Linked DNA regions of Sus scrofa: region 2 is linked to region 1. The links are chromatin contacts, called in public HiChIP or PLAC-seq maps. All regions are on one chromosome and are shown on one strand. The core of a region is the stretch at or near the end of the contact, and the rest is flanking DNA. Distances in the headings are between cores, read along the strand shown. Region 1 overlaps JAK2 (Janus kinase 2). Region 2 overlaps LOC106509181 (a long non-coding RNA gene).

What was found. HiChIP or PLAC-seq counts read pairs in DNA pulled down with a chosen protein or histone mark.
Region 2: a contact with region 1 is called in an H3K27ac HiChIP or PLAC-seq map of alveolar macrophages. The contact joins two enhancer-like sites. A contact is called at or near these places in 1 of 5 promoter capture datasets (fetal liver) and 1 of 2 datasets of contacts at active chromatin or transcription factors (alveolar macrophages).

The regions. Positions count from the first base shown.
Region 1 is chr1:216,908,731-216,913,047 of Sscrofa11.1, reverse strand. All of the region lies in intron 6 of JAK2 (Janus kinase 2), which reads left to right. Among named protein-coding and RNA genes, the nearest start is that of JAK2, 91 kb to the left of the region's middle. Within about 2 kb of position 2,072, at least 2 of the 83 cell types and tissues checked have an H3K27ac peak or open chromatin away from gene starts, as enhancers often do. A contact at or near this core is called in alveolar macrophages, where this site is marked.
Region 2 is chr1:217,219,684-217,224,083 of Sscrofa11.1, reverse strand. LOC106509181 (a long non-coding RNA gene) reads left to right here. Exons shown (of 4, transcript XR_001306485.2): 3 at 1,946-2,054; 4 at 3,522-4,400. Among named protein-coding and RNA genes, the nearest start is that of AK3, 15 kb to the left of the region's middle. Within about 2 kb of position 2,358, at least 33 of the 83 cell types and tissues checked have an H3K27ac peak or open chromatin away from gene starts, as enhancers often do. A contact at or near this core is called in alveolar macrophages, where this site is marked.

The DNA.
Region 1 (4,317 bases), core at 823-3,322:
GAGCTGTTGCTGCCGGCCTACGCCAGAGCCACAGCAACGCCAGATCCTAGCCATGTCTGTGACCTACACTACATCTCATGGCAATGCTGGATCATTAACCCACTGAGCAAGGCCAGGGATTGAACCCGAAACCTCATGGTTCCTAGTCAGATTTGTTTCCAGTGGGAACTCCTCATTGTGGTTTTTATTTGCACTTCCCTGATGACTGATGAAAAGATTTGAGCATCTTTTCATGTCCCTGTTGGCCATCTGCATTTCTTCTCTGGAAAAATGTCTATTCCATTTTTCTGCTCGTTTTTAAATCAGGTTGTTTGTCTTTTAGATGTTGAGTTATATGAGCTATTTGTATATGTCGGATATTAACAACTTATAAGTCATATCATTTGCAAATATTTGCTCTCTTTCAGTAGCTTTGTCTTTTCAGTTTGTCCATGGTTTCCTTAATTGTGCAGAAGCTTTTAAGTTTAATTAGGTCTCATTTGTTCATTTTTGTTTTGATTTCCTTTGCCTTAGGAGACAGATAAAAAAAAATATTGGTACAATTTTATGGCAGAGAGTGCTCCACCTGAGTTTTCCTCTAGGAGTTTTATGGTTTCCAGTCTTATGTTAGATCTTTAATCCATTTTGAGTTTATTTTTGTATATGGTGTTAGAGAATGTTCCAATTTTATTTTTTTTATGTAGCTGTCTAGTTTTCCCAGCACCACTTATAAAAAGAGACTGTCTTTTCTCCATTGTATAGTCTTGGCTTCTTGGTTGTAGATAAATTGACCATAAGTGAATGGGTTTATTTCTGGCCTCTATTCTATTTCTTTGATATGTGTTTGTTTTTGTTATAGTACCATACTGTAATGAAGACTGTAGCTTTGTAGTATAGTCTGAAGTCAGGGAATGTGATTCCTCCAGGTCCATTCTTCTTTCTCAATACTTTTTTGACTGTTTGGGGTCTTTTGTGTTTTCATACAAATTTTTAGATTCTTTGTTCTAGTTCTATGAAAAGTCCCATTGATAATTTGGTAGGCATTGCATTGAATCTGTAGACTTCTTTTGGTAGTATGGTCATTTTAATAATATTAATTCTTCCAATCCAGTAATATGGTATATCTTTCCATCTGTGTGATCTTCAGTTTCTTTCATCATCCATCACCTTTTAGTTTTCAGAGTATACATTTTACCTCCTTAGGTAGGTTTATTTCTAGGTATTTTATTCTTTTTGATTTCATAATAATTAAATGTTGTATGGGTAACTTTTCCTTATGCGCAACACAATTTGTGAGATAAAAGGAATGATTTGTTTTTCATTCTTGTTTTATTGAGATATAATTGACATGCTATAACACTTTAAGGTGTACAGCATAATGATTTGACTTATATATTCATAAAATAATTGCCATATTCAATATGGTCAATATGCATCATCTCATATAAATGCTAAAAAAGAGAAAGAAAAAAATTTTTTCATTGTGATAAGAACTCTTAGAATCTACTTTCTTAAAAGCTTTCATATATGCAGTGTTAAATATAGTCATCATATTATACATTATATTCTGGGTACTAATTTATCTTATAATTAAAAGAAATTATTCAGGGAGTTCCCCTTGTGGGTTAAGAACACAACTAATACCCATGAGGATGTGGGTTTGATCCCTGGCCTTGCCCAGTGGGTTAGGGAGCTGTTGCCACAAGCTATCTGAGCAGACATGGCTTAGATCTGGTATTTCCATGGCTGTGGTATAGGCTGGCAAGTGCAGCTCTGATTCAGCCCTAGCCTGGGAACTTATATATATATATGCTGTAGGTGCAGCCCTGGAAAGAAAAAAATATATACTGAATGAGTCGGAGTACTACAGAAATTATCGTAGTGTTACCGAACTGAGGTTTGGCTGCTTGCTGCTCAAAAGCCAGTACCAGAGAGAAAAGTACTAGTAGGAATGGAATGTTGCTTTATGCAAGAGGCTGGCATTTGGAGAGAAGGCAGATTCATGTCCCAGAACCAACTCTCAAGATTGTGCTTGACCATGGAAGTCTTTAGAGAGAAAAAGCGGAAGTAATCTCAGTTAATCATTGATGTAGGAGGTCAGATTTTTTTGCAATCTCCCACTGTATTCAGGGTTATTGAGTCCTTGCGATCTTTCTTTAGATCCTATCTCCTTCAGAGTCTGTTCATGAGATTACTGAAGGGGAAGCTGAGGAAAATATCTAGTCATCATCTTACTTATTCTTCATTCCTGCTTCTCAGATTAAAGAGAAGAATCAATAGGTTAGGTGAGGCATTTTGTAGTCAAAAGATCTGAAAGTTGTGCTTGAACTGGAGGTTAGTTAATATTTAGTTTTGCTAAAGTGACAGGACAAAAGGGCCCCCCGCCAGAGAGCTGCTTCCTGCAAAGAACCGCTTACAAATCCTCATTGTAAGACATCATTCCGTTTCTATGGGATTATGGATGAAGGTCTGTCTTCTATAACTTCTTGTCCTGACATAGAGTACCATATTAATTAGAGTGGAAAATGTTGACATGGGCCTATAGCATCTCTTTGCTGACAATTTTAGTTGCCCACTTATATATATGGGCAGAGAAAGCTACAATTATTTTGATACCTGTAAATTACACATTATTATGAACAGTAGTGTTAATCCCATCTCTTAAGGCCAATTTTTGGAATTGTGCTAGCCATGGATTTAGTATTACTCAAGATGAAGTAGCTTATGTTGTGGATTCAGACTGGTCATCATGCAGGTAGCCTTTTCTCTCTGGCGGCAGTTATAGTATCTGTAAAGCAACTCGAATGTGCATCAGACACTGAAGGATTCCGTGACTTTATTGTCCCAGTCACTAACTGCTTGAGCCTGCTTTTCTGTGACACAGGGGGGCCTGGGATACCTCAGCTTTTGTACAAACAAGAGATAGGGGACATGGAGGGGCCTTTGTATTATTTGAGGAGGCCCCAGCAGGGTTGGTGTTCAACACGTATTTATTCATTTATTCTAAAAATACTTGGTATGGTCAAAGAAATGAAAAGAACACCTGGAGGAGTTCCTGTTGTGGCTCAGTGGTTAATGAACTCGACTAGTATCCATGAGGATGCAGATTCAATTCCTGGTATTGCTCAGTGGGCTAAGGATCCAGCATGAGCTGTGGTGTAGGTCGCAGACACTGCTCGGATCGTGCGTTGCTGTGGCTCTGGTGTAGGCTAGGGGCTACAGGTTGGAGTTGACCCCTAGCCTGGGAACCTCCATATGCCACATGTACGTCCCTAAAGAGACAAAAAGACCAAAAAAAAAAAAAAAAAAAGAAAGAAAAAAAGAAGAAAAGAACACCTGGAGGCATAGTTTCTGATAAAGAGATTATCAAATTTATAAATAATTCTGAATCAGTATTTCTCAAGGGTCCACATTTTACTTGAATTAGTATTAACTGAGGTGCCTGTTAAAACTGAAGGTTCTTAGACTGCAACCCAAGAATTTGTAATCATTAAATCTGAGGTGAAGCCTACCAGTATGAATTTTTATAAGTGTTGTAGGAGATTTCTTTAAAGTTTCAGCTTTGTGGCTGAGTGGTTTAAGAATTAACAGTGTCCATGAGGATGTGGGTTCAATCCCTGGACTTGTTCAGTAGGTTAAGGATCTGTTTTTTTTTTTTTTTTTTTTTTTAATGTCTTTTTGCCATTTCTTGGGCCACTCCCATGGCATATGGAGGTTCCCAGGCTCGGGGTCTAATCAGAGCCATAGCCATTGGCCTACGCCACAGCCACAGCAACGCGGGATCCGAGCTGAGTCTGCAACCTACACCACAGCTCACGGCAATGCCGGATCCTTAACCCACTGAGCAAGTCCCGGGATTGAACCTGCAACCTCATGGTTCCTAGTTGGATTCGTTAACCACTGCGACACGATGGGAACTCCAAGGATCTGGTTTTGACACAAGCCATGGCATAGGTCATAGTTGTACTCAGATCCATTGTTGCTGTGGCTTTGGCATAGGCCTGTAGCCACAGCTCTGATTTGACCCCTAGCCTGGGAACTTCCATATACGACAGGTGTGGATGTTAAAAAAAAAAAAAAAAGCTTTATTGAGGTATATTTGACATATAAAATTGTAAGATATTTAAAGTGTACATCATGGTGTATATACATTGTGACAGCATTTCCCCTATCCAGTTTACTAACACATCTATTACCTTGTATATTCACCCTTTTTTGTGTGTGAGAACATTTAAGAACATTTGCTCTATTAGCAAATTTCAGTTATACAATAGTGTTGTCAATTATAGTCACCATGTTATACATTAGATTCTCAGGCCTTATTTATCTTATAACAGA
Region 2 (4,400 bases), core at 1,109-3,608, 310 kb before region 1:
CCAGTCTCTGGGTTGGCTGGCCCTCCTCTGGGTTAAGGCTGCTCTCTGGTCTTCATCATTCTAGGCCCAGTGGCCTAACAAGGTCATGTTTGGTGTATGGCCTAAGCACAAAAGAGCAAGCCAAATCTCTAGAGCACATTTAAAGCCTCTGGTAGTGTCACAGTGTCATTAATACTGTGCTGGCCAGAGCAAGTCATGGATACCAAACAGGGGAGTGTTCACCATACTAGAGCAAAGTCATTCAGCAGAGGACATGGACATAAAGTTCTAAAACAAGGAGAGAATAAAGCATCGGGAGCAATGGTCCAAGCACCACAATTAGTAATCTGGCAATAAGGTTTATTATGAATAATACGTACAAATTTAAAAATAATAGTTAACATCCATTGTCATTATGTGCTAGGCACTTTTGTTAAGTCCCTTGCATGTATTAACTCATTTAATCCTCACAACAGTTCCCATTGTGACTCAGTGGGTTAAAAACCTGATGTTGTTTCCATGAGGATACGGGTTTTATCCCTGGCCTCGCTCAGTGGGTTAAGGATCCAGCATTGCTGCAAGCTGCACTGTAGGTCATAGATGCAGCTTGGATCCCGTTACTGTGACTGTGCCATAGGCCTCAGCTGCAGCTCCTATTCGACCCCAGCCCAGGAACTTCCATATGATGTTTTACAGAAGAAACAACCAAGGCATGGCATGGTGGGTTAAGGAAGAATTAAGATCACACAGCAGAGGGCAGTGGAGGGCAGTGACAATTATATTGAAAGGAACACTGTCCATTTCTTCATTTCTTTTGGTGTCTCTCCTATTCTTCCCTGCCCCTCCCAAACCCTGTCCCTTCCTTCATGGGCCTTGACTTGGGAAACAACATCTGGTTACCCAAGCCAGAGCCCTTAGATTTAACCTTTGGGCCACTCTCACTTGCTCCCTGCCCTGTGTGTCAGTACCTTCTTTATGCCTCCTGATCTGCTCTCTCCTCTTCATTCTCTGCCATTGCCTCCACTCAAAGCCCTGCCACTTTTCTCCCAAAGAATCCCCTGCTTTTAGTCCTGCACCCTTAGTGTTCCCAGAGGGATTTTTCTAAAATGCAGATCTGACCAAGTCATTCTCCTGCTTAAAAAGTTTCTGCATTTCCCAGAGCTTTTAGGATAAAGTTAGGCTAGTATTCCAGGCTTTTTATTTTATGACACTCTGCTCCACTTCAAACTAGCTTCACGCACTACCTGAAGGGACTGCACAGTTTCATACCCTCTTGCCTTTGCACGTGTTGCACCTTCTGCCTGTGCCCTCTGCTTTTCTTCTTCACCTCATCAACTCCTGTTTGTCTAGAGTCTTACCTTTTGAGAAGCCTTCCCCAATATATTCCATAGTCTGATTAGACATCCTTTCTCTGTATCTCCAGTAGACCCTGTCCATAGTATGCGGCATGCGTTGGCTATATATTGCAGTAATGGATTCCACTGTCTATTTCTCTGTCATTAGTTTTCCTCAAAATAAGGTTTGTGGACTCTCTACTTCAGAATCACCTGGAAATTTTGTTTAATATACAGTTTCCTCAAACCCGCTAACTCAAGAATCTTCTCAGGCAGAGCCCAGGAGTCTGCATTTTACAAACTTCCTGAGATGATTCTGACTTGTGCCCAGGTTCTGACCACACTAGAGAAAGCAGTGGCCGTTCTTTCTTGTACTTCTAGCATCTAGCCTGGTGCCTGGCACAAAGAGGGCACACAATGAACGTGTTCGGAATGAATGAGTGAAATGAGCAGCACTGGACAAGGCAACACAAATATAAAGCAAATATTCAGCTACTGTGATTCCAGATACCAGCAGATGGCGATGTGTCAACATACATGCTTTTATGTGAGAGGGAGGAGGAAGAGGGGAACTGTTTTACAGGAATTCAAGACTCAACTGCCACGTAATTGATTTTTTTTTTTCTACCCAGTTTGTCCATCATTGTCCCACTTGCATGGATAAATTGATTTCGGAAGACATGAAGGCTTAGACAAGAAAAACATGTGGAAAGTGGCTGGTCGCAGAAGAGAGCTGAGCAGGTAATACAGGAGATGGGAAGGATATTCTAATTACCCCTTTTTTCCATCCTCTGGATAGCAAAGCTGCTCCCAGAAAGCACTAAATGTTGTGAAATTACCCAAAGCATTCAAAAGAATATGCCATTTCAGTGAGAGGGTGGAGCCATCCTGTAATTCTGTTAGTCATCCATGTTTCCTTTAGACTGTCAAATGCCTGTGTGACTAACCTTTTAAAATTATTTCCCTCACAATACAAAGTCTGAAAGCCCAAGTCTTCCTCCTGGGCTGAGTACTTTATTCTCCTGAGGTGTTGGAAGTGAGCCTCCAAGTCTAGAAGCCAGGCGCCCCACAGACCACTCTTCCTCCCCCTTCCAGCCTACTCTCTCGCCCCCAGGGGCATCCTCGTGTAAATAACCGATAAGGCTGGCGTGGGGCTCTGGGAAGACTATCAGGGAGGCCAGAGCTAGAGGCTGAGTTCTTTTCCTCCCAGCATGGAGTTTTCTGTCAAGGCCCTTAGGAGAGAAGGGGGCGGGGGAGGGTCTTCCCAGTGCTCTAGCTCTGGGAACTGAGGGGAGCTGTAGATGCAAAGATAGACACAAAGAAGGAGAAACAAAACCCCTCCTTTCAGCATGGTCTTGTCTCAGTCTTGCTAGGAAGGTACAATTTAAAGGCATCACACAAATTTCGACATGGTGGAAAGAACTTTCAAATTCTGAATGACCTAGTGTAACTGAGATGGAAGTGCTTATAAGAAATGAGAGAAAATTCAGTTTCGCTTTCCCTTTGTTTTTATTCCTTGAACTGTCAAGTTCAAAAGTCATTAGGTGGGGTGGGGGTGGGGGGCGTGGCACAAGGAAGATGGGAGTTCCTGGTGGCTCCTGGGCATCAGCCAAGGGCATCCTCCCAGATCCCCCACAGGGGTTTGGTTGTCCTCATGATGGGGGGTGGGCCAACAACTACTTTGGATGAGGTCAGTGGCCTAGAGGTTGAAGAGCACCAAGCTGGAGAGCATCTGGTGGCAGATGTTCTCTGTCCCATGTCTCCTCCCCCAGCCCAGGAGGAAGGGCTGCTCTGCTTCCAAGGGAGCTATCTCCTGGAAGCAGGAGAGCCAAGTCGGCCCTAGCTGCAGGCAGCAGTGATGGTCTCTGGCCAGACTGAGCACTGGGCCTCAGAGAATGTGTTCTGCACATTCTGGGTAGCCTGAGTGATAAAAGAGCAGCACTACCAGTGTTGTCTCCCTCCAGGAAGTCAAAGGACTCACCCAGGTGGCTGACGTGAGAATAGCCAGCCGAACATGTGTTATAGCAAAGGAGGCAGATCTGGCTCATGCAGTCTAGGAAGGGCTGTCTGGAGGAGGGCAGGAAATCATTTAGCCAGAAGCCCTATCCCCATGGGACAGGCCCTGGCCGACAGTGCTGGACAGGACACGATGCCAGGACTCAGGCTGTGGACCAGGGAGGGGCTGACCTTGCCTCTCTCTGCTCATAGCAGGGAGGTCACATCCTTCAGATCAGAGAGAGGAAGATCTACTTTCTCCTGATCAACATCGAATATATTGCTCTTGGAATGGATTTACAATGAGATCCTGCTGTGTAGCATTGAGAACTATGTCTAGTACTTACATCGCAACACAACAATGGGAGGAAAATGTACGTATACATGTATGTGTAGCTTGGTCCCCATGACGTACAGTGGAAAAAAATTAAAAAAATAAAATAAAATAAAAACATTGAATAGTGGTGGGCAATGCTTCCTCCTGGAAGGGATCCTGCCCTTGGAAGGATAGGAGGGAGGAGCTCCCCTTCTATCTCACAGACAGTCTAGAGAGAGTGGCCCCACTGGATGCCAAGGGAGAAATCCTCATCCCTTAAGCCAGGAGAGGATTAGGAGCAGGTTCTACTAGGGAAGAGCTTTGATCAGACTCTTCCTGTCCTGGAGGCTATAGAAAATAAACTTACCCAGCCAATGTCAAAGCTGTTCTGGGTTGGGTCCCCAGCAGGGATGAGGATCAGTCACTGGCTGCCCAGAGGGTTGGGTTCTCTCTAGGAGAGCTGGGTTTAAGTGGTGGGTTCACGGGACCCTATTCCCTGGTGGCTGTTAATATTGTGGTCCCAGGGCTGTTCCCTCCATCTTCTTAGATGATTGAAGAGGTGTAACATGGAACTCCTAATTTTAATCCCCAAATCAACTGTTCTCTCATATTCCCCATCTCGGAATTGGTACCACTATCTACCAAACGGTTTAAACCAGGGAGCTGGACATGACCTCTGAATCAGCCCTTCCCCTTCCACTTCATATCAAATCCATTAGCAAATGTTATCATTTCTACTTCTTAAATATATCTCTAATATGACCACTTCTCTCTCT